Linked DNA regions of Sus scrofa: region 2 is linked to region 1. The links are chromatin contacts, called in public Hi-C maps. All regions are on one chromosome and are shown on one strand. Each heading gives the region's core, a stretch centred on a gene start, on an enhancer-like site or on the middle of the called end of the contact. The rest is flanking DNA. Distances are from core to core; before and after follow the strand shown. Region 1 has its middle 13 kb from the start of CD28. Region 2 has its middle 27 kb from the start of ICOS.

What was found. A called contact is a pair of places that touch in the nucleus more often than the background predicts.
Region 2: a contact with region 1 is called in a Hi-C map of subcutaneous adipose tissue, with 2.4 times the contacts expected there. The contact joins two enhancer-like sites. A contact is called at or near these places in 2 of 47 Hi-C or Micro-C datasets (psoas muscle and subcutaneous adipose tissue) and 1 of 2 datasets of contacts at active chromatin or transcription factors (skeletal muscle).

What each region holds. Positions count from the first base shown.
Region 1 is chr15:107,112,897-107,116,411 of Sscrofa11.1, forward strand. No RefSeq gene overlaps it. Among named protein-coding and RNA genes, the nearest start is that of CD28, 13 kb to the right of the region's middle. Within about 2 kb of position 1,530, at least 22 of the 83 cell types and tissues checked have an H3K27ac peak or open chromatin away from gene starts, as enhancers often do. A contact at or near this core is called in subcutaneous adipose tissue, where this site is marked.
Region 2 is chr15:107,321,558-107,325,072 of Sscrofa11.1, forward strand. No RefSeq gene overlaps it. Among named protein-coding and RNA genes, the nearest start is that of ICOS, 27 kb to the right of the region's middle. Within about 2 kb of position 1,919, at least 14 of the 83 cell types and tissues checked have an H3K27ac peak or open chromatin away from gene starts, as enhancers often do. A contact at or near this core is called in subcutaneous adipose tissue, where this site is marked.

The sequences.
Region 1 (3,515 bases), core at 280-2,779:
ACTCATTACTATTTTATTCTCTTTATAGGACTAGAGAGAAAGCAAAATGAGACAAGCTAATCCTCACCAAAATGGGGTAACCTCTGGATCTTGAGGTGAACAAAGCAGTGTTGTTAGTCTAGAGAAGAAATGGTGACACTGCTCAGACCCACCCAGAGCCATCATCAGGGAAATTTCCCAGGAAAGGGCACAGCCCAGCTTACTGATCCTGCCAGATGTCAGCACACAAAGGTTCATGGACACTGTAGTTCTTCTCTCATGGCCTTTTCTTCCTTAAGCACCCCAGTATATCATACAGGCATTTAGTAGGCTGATAAGCGGGATAATTTTGGAGGGGGGCAAGTGCAATAGCTTTGCAGGGAAAGAGACTGTCTTCTGACAACTTTCCATCATCAAAGGAGTAATCTGAAAATTGACCGTTGTGGCCAACCACTGGCTAAATCACAATACTGAGTCTCCTTTTTTTTCTCTAGTAATAGAATCGCCCATATGTAGCTGGAACCAACTTTGACATTCGTTGGTCATATGACTTAGTTTTGGCCAATGGAATATAAGCAGAAATGATATCATTTCTGAGCTGTATCCTTAAAGGTAAGAGGCAGCCCCTCCCTTTCTCCATCTTAACCTTCTTGTTGGCTGGGATGTGAGAGTGATTCATCCTGGATCACGTGGGTCCAAGGATGGTGAAGCTACATGACAGAGGCACCTCGTCTCTGCACCTCTAGCTGCCATACCAGCCCTGAACCACGTACCCCCAGACTGTTAGATGAGAAAGGAAAAAGCATCTGTGGTGTTTAAAGTACTATTATTTTTGGTTTCAGGACTCTCCTAAGTTGATGACTTTGGATTTCAGTGGAATAGAGTCAATTTTAGTTGAGATTATAGCCTTGTTAATTCAACTCATGTGTTTCAACAGGCAGCATTACTCTCCTGAGCTTTGTATCTTCCAATTAGGGTGCTACCTTTTGGGGGAATACACAGAGAAAGAAAAGGCTGTGAATTAGGCCACAGATAATACGCAGTAGAGATCTAGCCTTTTCACTCAGACCCCCAAATCCTGTCTACAACAAACTGTCACTTATTCCTAACGTGGCCATATTTCTCTGACACACCCCATGACTGACGTCAGTAAGGGCAGAAGTACCTTCTCAGACATGACTAGAGTGTTTGAGCTTGTTGCTAGGACATTTATGAAATTTCCATATTCTATCCCAGGAAAAGCAATTCAATTTTTCATTGATGCCACAATCTTTTTAGCCAGAAATACAAGAAAGCTACTGTTGGCTGTGGCTTTTTGGCAGAACTCTGAAGTGTGGCCTGGATCTGAGAACCCACAATCCAAGAATAAGGTACCCTTTACATATAAAATTGTTGAATTTGGGTGGAAACTAGTCCAGCTATGCTCATGAAGCCACTGTCTTGCAGGGTCAAAAAAGAGCTTATTTTTCAAGTAAGTGTGTTTCACTGTTTACTGGCGACTACCAAAATAATTATTTCCTGTGTGGGTCACTGGGAGTGAGGTAATCCCAAGGAAAATGTTCCATTGTGCTTACTGGGCTGGACAGTGCAGCAGCTCTAGACATTCCCTTAAAGGAACAGTCATTGTGCTGAATGAAAGTCTGATTCATATGCTTGGAGTGAGATTCATTTTCTACATGATACTTTCAGGCTCTTATGAGAGATGGCAAATATGACTGTACACATTAACATGTCTGTGGGTTCCCTTATTGTGTTGATTCACTTATTTTTTTGGTCTTTTTTTCTTTTTATGGCTGTTCCTGCAGTATATCATATGGGAGTTCCTGGGCTTAGGGATCAAATTGGGACTGCAGCTGAGGCCTACACCACAGCCACAGTAACACTGGATCTGAGGCACATCTGTGACCTATGCCGAAGCTTGCGGCAATGCTGGATCCTTAACCCACTCAGTGAGACCAAGTTTTGAACCCACATCCTCACGGATGCTATGTTGGGTTCTTAACCTGCTGAGCCACAATGGGAACTCCTGTGTTGGTTCATCTAAATGGTTTTATATGTGTGTCAGAAGGAGAATGCCTATATGAATCAAGATAATGCTCTCTGCCTCTATCAACTCAAAAGCAGAAACTTTCTTTGTACACTTGTCTGTCTTGAGCCACCTGAGAACATGCTTCATTTGACTTTGTCTTGCCGGTCCATACTAATGGCCCATCACTGAACACAATGCTCATTAACCATCTGTGGATAGCTTGCAAAAGAAGTGACTTCCAGGAGTTCCCATCGTGGCGCAGTGGTTAATGAATCCGACTAGGAACCATGAGGTTGCAGGTTTGGTCCCTGCCCTTGCTCAGTGGGTTGACGATCCGGCGTTGCCGTGAGCTGTGGTGTAGGTTGCAGACGCAGCTCGGATCCCATGTTGCTGTGGCTGTGGTGTAGGCTGGTGGCTACAGCTCTGATTAGACCCCTAGCCTGGGAACCTCCATATGCTGTGGGAGCGGCCTAAGAAATGTCAAAAAGACAAAAAAAAAAAAAAAAAAAAAAAAAAAAAGAAGTGACTTCCAGCGAGGGATCTGCTCCTCCAAAACTGAGATGAGAGAAGTGCCAGAAGGCGTGCCTGGCCGGCTAAGACTAGTGCCTCCTGAGCTGTCAAACTACATGGTTCCAGAGATTAAACAGTTCTCTGCTTCCAAACTATTCCCTGGAGTAGTAGGTCCAGAACCTTCCATACAAATGTGTTTGATACTGGTACAGCCAGTAGAATGAACTGTGGCATCTGGATCACAGGTGACAGGCAATCAAATGAGGCCAAATGGGATACCTCTGGTTCTAAAGCAGAAGAAAGCTTTTAATACACACTACCTGCTGCCTCACCCTGCCATACCTTCCAGTGCTGCTCTGGTTTAGGAGCTTAACATGTACATTACAGATTATAGAGCTGCATATTATAAATGGCAGTGTTTGTTACTGATTAATCCACTCACCGATTTTTTTTATTGAGTGCTTGCTTTGTGTTAGGCATTGTATTAGTGCTGGGGTTTAGAGGTGAACAAGCCAGATGTGGTCCCTGCCCTTAAGAAGTTTAGCCTCTAGTAGAAGAGATAAACACACCCGCACACAAAATTAAAAAAAAATTTACAAACATTGGCAATCTAAGAAAAATAAACTGGATGTTGAGGTAAGGAATTAAAGAAGTACTCAATTTACATAAAGTGGTTGGAAATAACTGTCAGGAGGAGCGAACCCTGGGAAGAATGAAGAGAAAGAACTTTCCAGGCAGAGGAAAGAGCTCGTATTAAGGACGTGACAAAGAAATGGGCGTTTCAGAGGATAAAAAAATAATGCTTGGGTTTGCAGCGGAATGAGTGACAGGGGAGTGTGCCCTAACTGGCAGAAGTCCTCCAAGGATTTTTGGATCTACTGTCCAGGACAGGATATCAAGTGGGGTGTGTGGAGCAGTTACAGAGCAATGAGGGGCCTAGACATTGTTATCCAGAGCAAGAGGTCCGAGCTTGAATGTGGTCCTTCCACTAAGCATT
Region 2 (3,515 bases), core at 669-3,168, 210 kb after region 1:
GTTTTTGGCCCTCATTTACCTCTGAAGAAACTAAGGACATGTCTTTGTTTTCTTGAGTTACATCCTCTAGAACATTTTTAAGAAACGATGTGTGGAAGGCAAAAATTTTGTTCCTTGCAAGTCTGAAAAAGTTTTTATATTGCCTCCACATTTGATTAAGGATGTAAGCTGAAGACAGTTTTCTTTCAGAACTTTGAAGGAGTATCTTCATTTGAAGGTGTATCTAGAAGTCCGATGCCATCTAATTTGCTTATTTTATTCCTTTTGCAAAGAATATTTTTTTCTTCTCTCTAGAGCACTAGAATCTAATTTTAACTTTTAAATATCCTTTTGCTACATGTTTGGCCTTTAATATCTGTAATTATTTGTGTTATGTATAAAAGACACACACGCATGTGTGTAGTTGCATGGATATGTATGTTCCTTACCACCATTACCATGTTAATGTTCCATGCAGTCCTTACTTTTTTGGATCTTATTCCACCTATCATATTTCTGCAGAGAAATGATTTGCTTCCACAGCAGTCAGTGTTCTCAACACTTCCCCCCTTTCTAGAGATGAGAGCTCCCTGCTGTTGCTGTTGTTGTTCTAGAACTCACCTTAAAAACCACCTGGAGCTTAGAGAAACATAACAGCCCCAAGACTTGGAGGGGTAGGAACTACCAGGTGATAGGTGGTAAAGGAGTTAAAATGGCACCAACGTTAATTTTTGCCAATTTAAAAGTGGTGTCTAGTGGAGTTCTTGTCGTGGCTCAGTGGTAATGAACCTGACTAGCATCCATGAGGATGTGGGTTTGATCCTTGGCCTCACTCAGTGGGTTAAGGATCTGGTATTGCCGCGAGCTGTGGTGTAGGTCACAGAGGCAGCTTGGATTCCATGTTTCTGTGGCTGTGATGGCTCCGATTGGCCCCTAGCTCTGATTCAACCCCCATATAGGAATTTCAATATGCCCTGCGTGCAGCCCTAAGAAGCAAAATTAAATAAATAAATAATAATGGTATCTAGGATTGGTTCTATGTTGTGTGAAGGCATTTTTGTATTGACAAAAATATGTGTATTTTTTCTTTTATAACAGAATTACTTGCACATGTAATTTTGTGTCTTCCTTTCTAAAGATTTCACCTTCTTAATTCTTTTTTTTTTTTGTCCTTATTGCATGAACTAGAACTTCCAGAACAATGTTGAATAATAGAGAATAATAGTTGGATTCCTAGTCTTGTTTCTGACTCTAACTCGAATACACTCAGAGTTTTAAACTTAAATATCATGCTTACTTTTGATTTCTGTTAATAATCCAGGATGAGAAAGACAGATCCATAAAGTGTTTGTTCTAAGAGCTTTAACCAAAAATGGCTACCGACTTTTATCAAATATCTATTAACTTATTTAATTATTTTTATTTGTCATAATTTTTATTTAAATTGTATAACTTTATGTACCTATCCTCACACAGATGCATAGTTTTCACCTATGGAAAAAAATACGTGTTGTATATACTTTTTACATCCTTACCACACCTTCTCCTATAACCTAGATTAACAACCTAAGATGTTTGTTTCTATTTTTTTTCCGTGTTGATGTAATTCTTTATATAAATGCAATGTGTGTGCTTTTTGGGATTTGGCTTTTCTTATTCAACAATACTTCATGAAAATCCTTCCAAGTTAAACAGATGTTACATTTTAGTCTTACTTCTGCTATTTATTAATTGCATATCCTTGGGTAGGTTAAGTAACCTTTCTGGCACAAGTATCCCCATCTAAACATGGAGATACTATTCCTTTCTCCAAGGACTACTGTGAGAACCAAATGATATCATAAATATAAAGCACGAAAAGAGGAACCCAGCAAATACGCTCCAAGCAAGCGTTACTTAATCTAATGGTGTGTACAGGGAGAGAAACCCTTTCCCTTTAGGCAGTCATGGCCTTTGGTCTGAGGATTTGTAACTCAGCCAACATCTGAGTGCCTGCTGAGGGGCCCTGGGTGGCGGTTTGTTTCACAACAACAGTTCTGGAACTTCATGGCCTGGTTTGGAATTCATGGAAGTCACCTTGCAGCTATTTTACATCTTAGCCTCTCTGAGCTTTGGTTGCCTCACCTTTAAAATGTCAATAACAGCATCAGTACCTCTTTGTTAGACCTACTGTGGTTGTAAATGAAATGATGCGTGACGTACTTGGAAGAGTATCTGGTACACGGAAAGCATGCACTAGGTATAGGAGTGGGTTAAGTCAAAGGGCACAGGCTTTGAGTTCATCTGGCTTATCTCTGACTTTGCTGGTTATAGGACTTTGAGGGAGTTTTTATGTCTGATCCCAGTCATCTACAAAATGAGATAATAATACTCACCTTAAACTTGCCTTGAGAGTAAAATAGGGTAAGATATGGGGTGGTGGTATAGGATAAGTGCTCAGTGCAGGCTGCTCCCCTCTCCTCCTGATAAAATCTGCCCTACAGATTGCATAGAATTTGATTGGCAGCCTGAAGACTCTAATCATCTTTCACACTTCTCTCAATTCCAAACATGGGTCTGACAATGAACTTCAGAACGTATGTTCACAGTGAGTTGGGGCAAACCTGCCTCCTGACTGTCTATTCTCTTCAGGTGGTTCAGGTCATATCCCAGCAGGTGCTGGGGTCATGCTCTGTTCTCAGCCTGAGCCTGACAAGATGCATATCAATATCAGCTGGTTTTCTTGCCCTCACTGGGATACTGCAGTCCTCCAAGGAGATCTCAGTTTCCTTCTCAAATCTCTGTGTGGAAGCGTTTTCACTACCCCCCAAAGCAAAGCATGACAAAAAGTGCACAGCTTTTCAGGCAATCATCTCCTTCAATGCAAATACAAAATTCTTCTAAGAGAACAATTCAAGCAAAGGTATCACTACATCAATTTGTCTATCACTTCTTACCGAGATTTACTTGAATCTGTTGGCAGTACAGGAATTCATTGCTTTTGCTGCTTGATGGGCCTGTACTGTGCATTGTTTAAAAAAAAAAAAAAATCCTGCCCCTTTTTATACTGAATTGCACTCATGCGTATGGAAATTTCTTTTTTTTTTCTTTTTCTTTTTTGTTTTGATTGCAGAAACAGGACAAAAGCATTTATTTATTCAGCTGCTGATTTTGTGATTTAAGTATGATTTGGCAGCACCCTCTAGTGGCTATATTTGGGAATTGTGGAAATCTCTAGTACTTGGGACATTAAAAAAGGACGCAGACATATTTTTAATACTTAAAAATATTTATCAGCCACCCCCACAGCTTATATAAGTATGTTTAACTACACAGGACTCTTTTTAATCACCTCATTACCTTTAAAATAAAGGGCAACCCGACTGAACAAACAGAACACCTGCTTTGGGCTCAGGAGTCCTTGGAATATTCCATTTGGGTCACACTCTGCCTGTCTCCACTGGAGCAGCACAGACCCAGGAAGTGGTGCCTAGTTCTACTCTTTTATTAAAGAAGATTCTGTCATTCAGCCACCGGAGTGGGTATTGATGAATCCA